Regions from separate parts of the Mus musculus genome. Here region 2 is linked to region 1. The links are chromatin contacts, called in public HiChIP or PLAC-seq maps. All regions are on one chromosome and are shown on one strand. Each heading gives the region's core, a stretch centred on a gene start, on an enhancer-like site or on the middle of the called end of the contact. The rest is flanking DNA. Distances are from core to core; before and after follow the strand shown.

What was found. HiChIP or PLAC-seq counts read pairs in DNA pulled down with a chosen protein or histone mark.
Region 2: a contact with region 1 is called in an HNF4G HiChIP or PLAC-seq map of pancreatic cancer cells. The contact joins the enhancer-like site here to the promoter of Syce2 in region 1. A contact is called at or near these places in 1 of 39 promoter capture datasets (the SN4741 cell line), 1 of 484 Hi-C or Micro-C datasets (CD8 T cells), 2 of 115 datasets of contacts at active chromatin or transcription factors (embryonic stem cells and pancreatic cancer cells) and 2 of 9 other capture datasets (liver and pancreatic islet).

Annotation. Positions count from the first base shown.
Region 1 is chr8:84,869,797-84,874,558 of GRCm38.p6, forward strand. It overlaps Syce2 (synaptonemal complex central element protein 2), which reads left to right and starts at 2,315. Exons shown (of 5, transcript NM_027954.3): 1 at 2,315-2,457; 2 at 2,924-3,036. The coding sequence starts at 2,443.
Region 2 is chr8:84,742,030-84,747,115 of GRCm38.p6, forward strand. All of the region lies in intron 2 of Nfix (nuclear factor I/X), which reads right to left. Among named protein-coding and RNA genes, the nearest start is that of G430095P16Rik, 22 kb to the left of the region's middle. RefSeq lists an enhancer at 1-3,011. Within about 2 kb of position 2,167, at least 135 of the 459 cell types and tissues checked have an H3K27ac peak or open chromatin away from gene starts, as enhancers often do. A contact at or near this core is called in CD8 T cells and pancreatic cancer cells, where this site is marked.

The sequences.
Region 1 (4,762 bases), core at 1,065-3,564:
TCCAGGAATCCTAAGATTACTGGGAGCAAGGATGAGCAGCTACTCTTAATTTTTCCCCGAAAAATCCAATCTCCCAGCAGCTGTGGCAGGGGCAGTCATGAGCTTGCTGCCACCCTGGGCCAGATACTTAGACTATTTAAAAAAAAAATCATATGAGCTCTGAGGAATACGTTCATAAAGCTTTGTGGGTCTACATTTGAACTTGCTTTTCTGGGGGCTGACTTCAGATGAGCTTTGGCTCTTGGGTGTTTAGGTGGTGTTTTGGATTGTTTTGTTTTGCTTTTTAATTTATTTTTATGTGTATAGTTATTTTGTCTGTATGTCTTTTTTCTTTTTTTAAAGATTTTATATATGTGAGTACACTGTAGCTGCCTTCAGACACAGACATACCAGAAGAGGACATTGGATTATATAGGTTTATGTCACCCACATTTTTTCCAGACAGGGTTGCTCTCTGTAGCCCTAGCTGTCCTGAAACTCACTCTGTAGACCAGGCTGGCCTCAGATGGGCCTGGTTTTGCCTCCTGACCACTGGGATTAAAGCTGTGCACCACCATCACCCAGCAACACTTAGTTTGTTGCCTCCTATCAATAAATTTATGATCTGCCAGTTATTTTTGCAACATTTATAACAGTTTTAGTTTTTAATCACTACAGTAATAAAAGGAAATGTATTTTAGGAGTGCCAGTTTTTCAGCTGGGTTTGGTGGTATACCCCTCCCCCTTGAATCAGCACTTGATGGGGCAAAGGCAGGCTGATCTCTGAGTTTGAGGCTAGCCTGGTCTATAGAGCTTCCAGGACAGCCAGGGCTATACAGAGACAGAAAGCAAGCAGAGGGAGCCCTGAGTAGGTAGAGTCCAGCCTGAATGTATATCTTAATCTGGGCACAGGAGTCCAAGACCAATTGACCCCTGGAAAACCTGTCTAATCAATTACCTATATGAACCAGGCTCAGGAGGAACGGCAACTCTTTCCCTAGAGTTCCAGAATGATGGCTTCCAGATAATCAACCAGTGTACAAAGGCTAGCAGATCTGGCTTCCTCTCCTGGTGTTTGCAGGCTAGGATTGCTCACCCCCAGATTCTTCCTACCAAGACTAGCTGTGCTGTATTTAATAAATAGCTGAGGGTCCAGGTTGCAGCCATAGCATTAGAGAAGCCACCGGATCCCAGTTTCACTGTGTGTCTGTCCTTTCTTCATTCCCTCACATAGCATTTCAGGCCCCAAGCTGCTAGGGATGTAGCAGCAAAAACAGAAAGGGTTGAAAAGATGGCTCAGAGGTTAAGTACTGGTTTGTCCTGCAGAGGACCAAGTCTAATTTTAAGCACCCATATGGTGGCTCACAATTGTAATTCCAGCCTCAGGGGACCTGAACCTCTTTTCTGGCCACTATGGGCACTATGCACACACGTAGTATAGAAATAAATATATGCAGTCAAAACACCCACACCCGTAAAAATGTGTATTAAAAAACCACTTAAACACAAGAGATCCCTCTAGATGGCTCAGTGGGTACAGGTGCTTGCCTAGTCTGATGACCTGAGTTGCATCTCCATGACCCACACGGTGGAAGGAGATTGTGGACTCGTTCAGGCTGTCCTCTGACTTCCACACTCCCGGAGTGGATGGCACATAGGCATGCACAAAATAGGTCAAACGTAAAACAAAAATAAAATTCAGCTCATCGATGAAGAGCATCAGGGAACAGGAATTAGGTTTTCAAAATCCATGCCAGGAGGCTTATAACTAGGGGATCTGATGCCCTCTTCTGGCCTTAGTTGGAAGGTGCCCAAAAGTAGTTTAAATCATATATAACATGTAAATAAAATAAAATGAAGGTTGTTCCTAGGTGGTGCCTGCCTTCAATTCCAAGGCAGAGAGGCAAGCTGATCTCAGAGTTCTAGGTCAGCCTGGTTTACAGAGTCCTAGGCTGGGACATAGTGGAACCCTGTTCCAAAAGAATTTGATCTGGGCACTAGTGGCGCATACTTTTGATCCCAGCACTCTAGCCGCAGAGGCAGGAGAGTGTGAGTTTGAGGCCAGTCTGATGTACAGAGCTAGTTCTAGGACAGTCAGGGAAACACTGAGAAACCCTGTCTTAAAAAGACACTGCCGCCACACAAACTGTAGATCGAAGGGGCGGAACTCTGACGCAGTGTGAATTCCTCAAACTCTTGAGGGCCACAGGTGACCCCGAGTCCCGCACCTACGCATTATGAGCTCAGACGCCCACCGGTCCATACAACACAAATCCGTCTGTTACCACATAGCACCAGCATAGCCCAAAAGGCAGAGCCAGTTCGGAGGGCCTTCGAGTTCGCCGCCCCCGGGGGGGGGGGGGCGGGGGCGGGGCCAGGGCGCGTTTCATTCAGCACGTGCTCGGGGCGGGGCGTGCAGGGGGCGTGGCGTGCGCAGAGGGCGCTGAGGCGGGAAAAGACGGAATGGAGCGCCACGGAGTGAGTGCGGTGCGGTTTCCCGTGTGCGGGCGGCGGGAGGCGGGCGACGGGGCTTAGGGCCGCGGGGAACAGAGACTTCCTCCACACATTCGAACCCGGGCCCTGTTCCCCGCGGTTGGAGCCGCCTCTTGCCGGGAGAGGCGAGGTTTCCTGACTAACGAGACGGTGGGGCCTGGTGGACGAGGCTGTGAGGGGGTGCGGTGCGCTTCAGGAGCTGGTCGAAGACAGCACACGGTGTAGACCAGGCCGGGCCTCGAACCCTCAGCGGTTGCCTGCCTCCGCCTCCCGAGGCTGAGGAGGGGTTCGAGGCGTGTGCCACACTCGGCCTCCTTTTAACTACTCTCCGCGGGAAGGTGTTAGCGCGCCCCCCATTGCGGCCCCGAGGGTCCTGACCCCGGGGCCTCCCTGCTAGCGCGTCCCTTTTGAGCTTCCCCACCCCGCCTCTCAGAGCTGGCTGCGCTCGCAGGTGGCCGCGCCTCCCGTGGAGTTAAAGGACCAGGAGCCGCCGGCGATTGTGGAGAGCGGAGAGCATCGGCAGAGTGAGAACCACGAGGAGACGCCCGGCTCAGTGGCCCCGAGGTGAGGAGTGACAGGCCCAGCTGCCCTTCCGGGGCCCCGCCTTGGTCACGTAGGTCATTCCACGTGGTCTGCCCTGGGCCTTGGTCCACGGGTGATTTAACACCTTCCAGGTTGGTGTTTTATGAAGCCGCAGAGGACAAGTGGAGCACCGTGGCGGGCCCGGCCTAGGTGTCCTCGTGAGGACAGCCATGAGACAGACCTCATATAGAGGAAGTTTACTGGCGAGAAGGGAGAGGTGGAGGAAAATAGAGAGCGAGAGCGAAAGAGGGAGGAAATGGAAAGATGGAGAGAGAGGGAAGATGGAGAGAGAGGAGGGGAGGGGAGACAGACACCAGAGCCAAATAGTCCTTACCTGTGAGCCAGGGTCTTACCTGGCTGTTGCTAGGTAACTCTTGGGCGGAGCCTACAGGAAATGCTAACAACAGGTGCCCACATTGGTTCTGGGTACTGGCAGTCTCCTTTTGATATCCACAAGGTTTAATTTCAGGATGCATAGAATCCTCATGTTTAGACTCATTTTCTCTTGGTTTTTGTTTTTCTTTCTTTTTCTTTTTTCTTTTTTTTTTTTTTTGGAGACAGGGTTTCTCTGTGTAACTCTGGCTGTCCTGGAACACACTATGTAGACCAGGCTGGCCACGAACTCAGAAACCCACCTGCTTCTACCTCCCAAGTGCTGGGATTAAAGGCATGTGCCACTGCTGCCCGGCTAGTTTCTCAATTCTTTTGTGGATTTATATGTGTGTGTGTTTTATTTAAGACATCAACAGAAAAGGGGTGAAAAAAGCTGGGCATAGTGGCACGTGCCTTTTATTTCCGCACTCCAGAGGCTGAGAGGAAGGCAGGGCTCTAAGCTCAAGGCCAGCCTGGTCTACAAAGTAAGTTCCAAGGCAGCCAGGCAGCCAGGGCTACGCTGAGAAACACTGTCTTGAAAAACCAAAACCAAAAAAATAAGACATCAACAGCCAGGCTTGGCGGCATAAACCTTTGATCCCAGCATGGTCTATATAGTGAGGCACTCAAAAGACACCAAAATCAAAGTCACTTAGATTTTCTCCAATATTCTAATTTTGTGATTTTTTTTTCATTTATTTAGATATGTGATCCACTCTGCATTTTCTACTTTGTTTGCTCTCTTGCTTTTTTGCTGTATAGAGGATGGAACCCAGTGTGCTTGTATGCGTGGTAGATGAGCACCCTGTCACTGAATGTACATTCCCAGTTGCTGAAACCTGCATGTGTTTGGATTTGACCTTGACTGGTCTGACAAAGGAATAAAGAAAGGACAGGCACCTGTACAAAAAACCACACGGGATTGAGTGGGCCATATGCCCTGCTGGAGGCACACCAGCCGCAGTCCTGAAACTTGGTTCATTTATAATTGGTTTTTTAGCCAGTTGAGATAGCAGGCTTATTGTATACAGTTGAATGAGGAAGCAGGTTTAGCTAATTTCAGTAGGAAGTCTCTGTAGGGGAGCAGTTTCAGGCTGTAAATATGCAGGAGAAAAAGAAGTGGTCCATACATTTTATACACACTGTCAACATCTGAACACATACCACGGGAAGGCTTTGCCATTCCCAGGAATCTGAAACATTGAAGTTCTTGAAATGGTTGTGTTCATGTCAACAAGGCACAGTCACTCAGGACTTATTTCATCAGAGTCTTGTATCAGTTCAGACTGTCTTAGGACTTAAGGTCCTTCTGCGTCAGCCTCCCAAGTGCTAAGAT
Region 2 (5,086 bases), core at 917-3,416, 130 kb before region 1:
CCCTCTGCACACAGTGGGTCTATAACTGCAGCAGACCTGTGTGGCAGCGGGGAGGAGCTCTCAGAACTCCTCTACCTCCTGAGATGAGGATGGTTGGGTCCAGAATCTAGCCCTGCCCAAGCAACTGGGGACTAAGGTGCCTCCGTTTAGGTGCATGGGGCAAGGGTAGGCAGAATGAGCTGTACACAGGCTGCTCCAAACCCTTGCCAAAGGGCGGGGTCTTCTTTAGCTCAAGCTGGCTGGGGCTGGATGCAATTTCAGCCGCAGAGCAGGGCTCGCTGGCTGGAAGCAATTTTCTCATTAGGACCCCAGGCCTGCTCGCTTGGTCTGTTCCCAGCCCTTACTCCCCTTCTGCGAAACCGCACCCCACAGGCCTCCCGATAGACCACTCACACGCACAGGGAACCGCACGTGTACTGAGTCAGAGAGGCGACTGTGGGGTCACCCCAGTGGGGCTAGGTTCAAGGAGAGCAGCGCTGGCACAAGGCCCTAGCACTGAGGCATACACATAAACAAGATCTCAGGCAGCTCAGGGGGAAAGGGACCCCGGACCCGGGATCAGAACACTGCCCTCACGTGACCCTCCGGAGTTACTCTCAGGCCGGGCACCAGCCTGTCTTGTTCAGGTGGGCCTGGGAGCCAGATCCCTTTCCCGGCCCCAGGCGCTGTAAGTGGAGGGTGGTCTCACGGAGCCAGGGGGAGCGCTGAGGCAGGAGGGGCGGCACCGCTCTGCTCCTCAGACACATGTGGTTGGACTTAAAAAGCTATTAGGGAGCGAGGCGCTGGCGGGAGTACGGCTGGCCCTCACACCAGAGGTGGGGGGGAGGGCAGATGCCGAGGCAGTGAGCTCAGCACTCGCTCCCTCCCTGGCAGTGTTGGACCCAGGGGACCCCCGCCCAGCAGGAGTACGGCAGGCTCTCAGGGGAGGGTGAGCAGACTTTGGGCCTGGGTCTTACTTGGCACAGGCTCTGTAAAGCTTGGGAGATTCTAGGCCTGCAGTGGAACAGCCTCTGGGGGAGGGGTGGCGAGCCTGGATCTGGCCCAGGAGGATACAGACAGGTCCTCAACCCCCAATAGCTTTTCTGGAACGGTGGTTGTTAGAGGTCTCCTTAAGGTAGGTAGGTAAGTAGGGGTAGGGGTGTGTGTGTGTGTGTGTGTGCGCGCACGTGCACGCTCGCGCTCTGAAGGGAGGGGGAGGGGAGATTATGAGAAGAGCAGGAGAGAACAGGGAAGGAAAAAAGGGCCCCACCCATCACGAGGCCAGAAAAAACTGATGGAAAGTTCTCTAGATCCGCCAGCTTGTAAAAAGTTCCCTTTCTTTCCAAATTATGAACATTTTTTAACAAGGGAGGAGGAGACCCAGGGCAGAGAGAGATCTAGGACTTCATTAGGACAGTATCTGTCGTGACCATGTACCACAGTGACTGGTGACTGAAGAGTGTGCATCTGCCTATATTCCAATGCGTTCTACTTCCAAAGTTAGGCTACCCCCCTACACACGCGCGCGCACACACACACACAGCCTACCCAAGGAGGCTGCCATGCTGTTACCAAGTAGGATAGGATAGGTGCCAGCAGGGGAACACACGTGCAGAGACAGAGATGGGGCAGGCGGATGTAGCCCTATCCCTGAGGGAAAGAATCACCCCCCCACCGGGTGCCAGCCTCAGCAACAGAAACAGGCCTTGAAGCTGCAGGGAAATATACCATCAGAGGCTCTGGAGGCCCTGCCCAGGTCCTGAGTCCACAGTCCAACCAAAGGGCAGCCAGAGTGAGGTACTCTCAATACTGACCATACTGAACCCGACTGGCTAGCGTGTGTGTGTGTGTGTGTGTGTGTGTGTGTGTGTGTGTGTGTGTGTGTGTGTGGCGGGGTGCTGGCCCTAGTCATACAGATAGGGATGCTTAGCTCCTACTAAGAAAGATCGGAGCACAGCCCAGCCTGCTCAGCACTTTGGCTGGCTCCTTCCTTGGGGGTCTCCCTTCTCAGGACAGTTGGACCCACCCATAGGGAAGATGGCAACTTGGGGGGGGGGTGTCGAGGAGAAGCGACTTTGAGAAACCACCAAGAGTCAAGCTGGGGGCCTCAGGCAGGGTGGGGGAGGAGCCGACCACTGAGCCAGGAGCCTTGCTCAGGAAACACGCAAAGAATGCAGTTGGCAGCTGGCCAGTGGGCCAGGACCACAAAGAGGCCTTTGTTTTAGGAGGTGTCCAGGGAGTGGATGGACCGAACAGCAGAGGTGGGGGCAGCACCCCTTTGGGGGAGTAGGGAGGGATCGACCCCTACACTGTGCCCACATTACCTCTTCTGATTCACACACACACACACACACACACACACACACACACACACACCCCAGGCTCTGACAGTGATAGGTTCCTGCTGGCCCAACTTAGGGCACTCTTGGGGCCAGGTCCCCCTGTCTCTCTGCTCCCCATTTCCCCGGGGCTGGTAGCTGTCTGAACTCTAAGGTGGATGCCCCTGGCACTGGCATCGTCCTGCTCCCTTTAGTGTGAGAGGAAGGAAGGCTGTGGGACAGTGTCTCTTCCATCACCCCCTGCTCTGCAATTCGAGGGTCTCTCTGGCCCCTTATTGGCATCTGGAAAAGTTTGGGAAATTTATAAAAAATTCTGGAGAGTTTATCAACTGCTTTCTAGCCTGCCAGGGAACCAGAGCCAGAAAGAAGGAAGAGAGAAGAGGGAAGTGTGGGTGTGGGGAGTGAGGAGTGGGGACAGAAAGCAAGATCAGACGTGAGACAGAGCCCTCAGGAAAGGAGCTGAGATGCAAGGGTGCCCATAGCCAGCCTGTCCCCCACCTGAGTTTCTTGAGAGGACCAGAAAGACCCCCAACACAAGCTCACCCAGTAAGTATACCAGGCCCCCTCAGCTCTCTCCCATCATCCTGCTCTACACTGCTCTGGCCACTCCACACCCCACACCCCACACCCCACACCCCATACCTGTGCTCTTCCCCAGCGGCCTGAGCTTCAGGGCCATGGAGGGAAAGAACATCGTAAGGATTAGAGGCTGGGGACAGGATGAGGCAGGGTGAACACAGTGGCTCTCCACTTCAAAGGAATGTGTGATGTCCTTACAGGAGAGGCACAGGGGGCTTCCTCTAGTCAGTGTGTGGACAGAAACAGGACGGTCCACTTAGCCCTAAGCAGGAGCAGCCTAGGCTGGTCCAGCAGGGTCCCAAACAGCTCCTGGGGTGGGTGGCAGGGTCTGCATTTCAATAGTTCCTTGCTAGGATTCCGGGAGAAGCTCCCAACCAAAACTTAAGTAGAAGGGAGAGGGGAAGAGAATGAAAATGAATGTGCCAGTCAGCAGGGCAAGGGCAGCAAGCTACTGACTGTGGCATCAACCCGGATGCTACCTGGATGGCGGCAGCGGGGCACTTAGTTTCAAATCCGGTCTGCAGAGAGGAGCGTGAAGGAAAGAGACAGCAAGGAAGCGGTGGCCTGCAGATGGATGGAAAGCCAGATGTGAGGGTTGGAGAAGGGACTGTCCTGGAGAGTGTGAAGGAGAAAGCCCAAGAACACAGAAGGAGCTGAGGAAGTAGACACCCGGGTGGGGGTGGGGGGCGCCAAGCACGTCCCTGTGCATGCAGCAGCTCCCAGAGCCACCCCGCCCCCTCCAGGCACCTGCTAAGGCTGCAGCTCCGGGTTGTGTTTCTTTAACCCCTGGGGCCTGTTGACACAGATTAGTATCGCTGGTCAGGGGTCAATAGGGAAGGCTCTTGAGGTCAAGACCTGAACAACTGGAGTTGTAATGAGCCACGTGGGGAAGAGGCCCAGGGAGAACAGAGAGAGAAGGGCAGAGGGGGTGGAGGAGGAGGAGGGCCTCTCAGCTAGCCTTGCTGCTGTGGGCTCTCTGAACCTGCCGGGCTTGGGGAAAAGAAGTGTGTGTGTGTGTGTGTGTGTGTGTGTTGTGTGTGTGATGAGTGTGGTGTGGTGTGTGTGGGGTGTGTGTGTGTGTATGTGTGATGAGTGTCGTGTGTGTTGTATGTGTGTGTGTGTGTGTGTGTGTTGTGTGTGTGATGAGTGTGGTGTGGTGTGTGTGGTGTGTGTGTGATGAGTGTGGTGTGGTGTATGTGTGTGTGTGTGTTGTGTGTGTGATGAGTGTGGTGTGGTGTGGTGTATGTGTGTGTGTGTGGTGTGTGTGTGATGAGTGGTGTGAGATGTGGGTGGGTGTGGGTATGGGTGTGTGTCTGGCTGACCTGAGCTGGGATCCCAGTTAGGCAAGGCCCGGGAAGATCCATGGGAAAAGGTGTAAAGGTACTCACTTAGGCTTAAACATCCCCTTCTGGGCCAGACTGTTCTTCTATCCCCACCTCTGTGAGACCCTAGATCCACTCCTGTTCCTCCCTGGGCCTGAAGTGAGGTGGCACTGTGTCTGCCTCAGCACCCACCCACCTCAGGCCATCTGGCAGAGACTAAGCCAAGTGATTCTCTTGTGACCAGCTGCCTCTAAAGGGAGCTAGTGCAGGGCAGGACAGCATCCCCAACCCCATAGGATGGCTTCAGCCACAGGACCACAGCACTCAAACAGCAGGGCAGCTGCTTCTGTGCTCCTACAGTGCGAGAGAAAGGGCAACCTCCTCCTGTCTACCAGTTATCAAGTCAGGTAGCCCCGAAGGCAGGTGCTTCAGGGTTTGTCTCCCCTCTGCCCCATCTGTCCTCAGGCCGCTCAGCTCCTCCTTTATGGGAGGAAGAAAAGAGAGAGGGGGAGAGAGAGAGAGAGAGAGAGAGAGAGAGAGAGAGAGCAGGTCACCTATTTGACACTCAGCATCACTCTGAGCTCCAAAGGTCCTGTCTTGTTCACCACCTTTAATTGCTCCATCGGGCCACACAGGAGCTGGCACCCAGAGGTCCAGCGCCTATCACAAGACACACTGCAATCTCACATTCATTTGCATGTCTTCAGGACCCAGGCATGGGTAACGCCTAGCTCAGTGGCTCACACACTCAAATCTTGTGTACCACGTTACAAACGTATGTGGACTTGTTAAGTACCTGCTAGTGCCAAGTGAGAACAGAAACACTGGCCTAGACAGAGAGAGAGACCCTTGCAGCTGAAAGCTGGG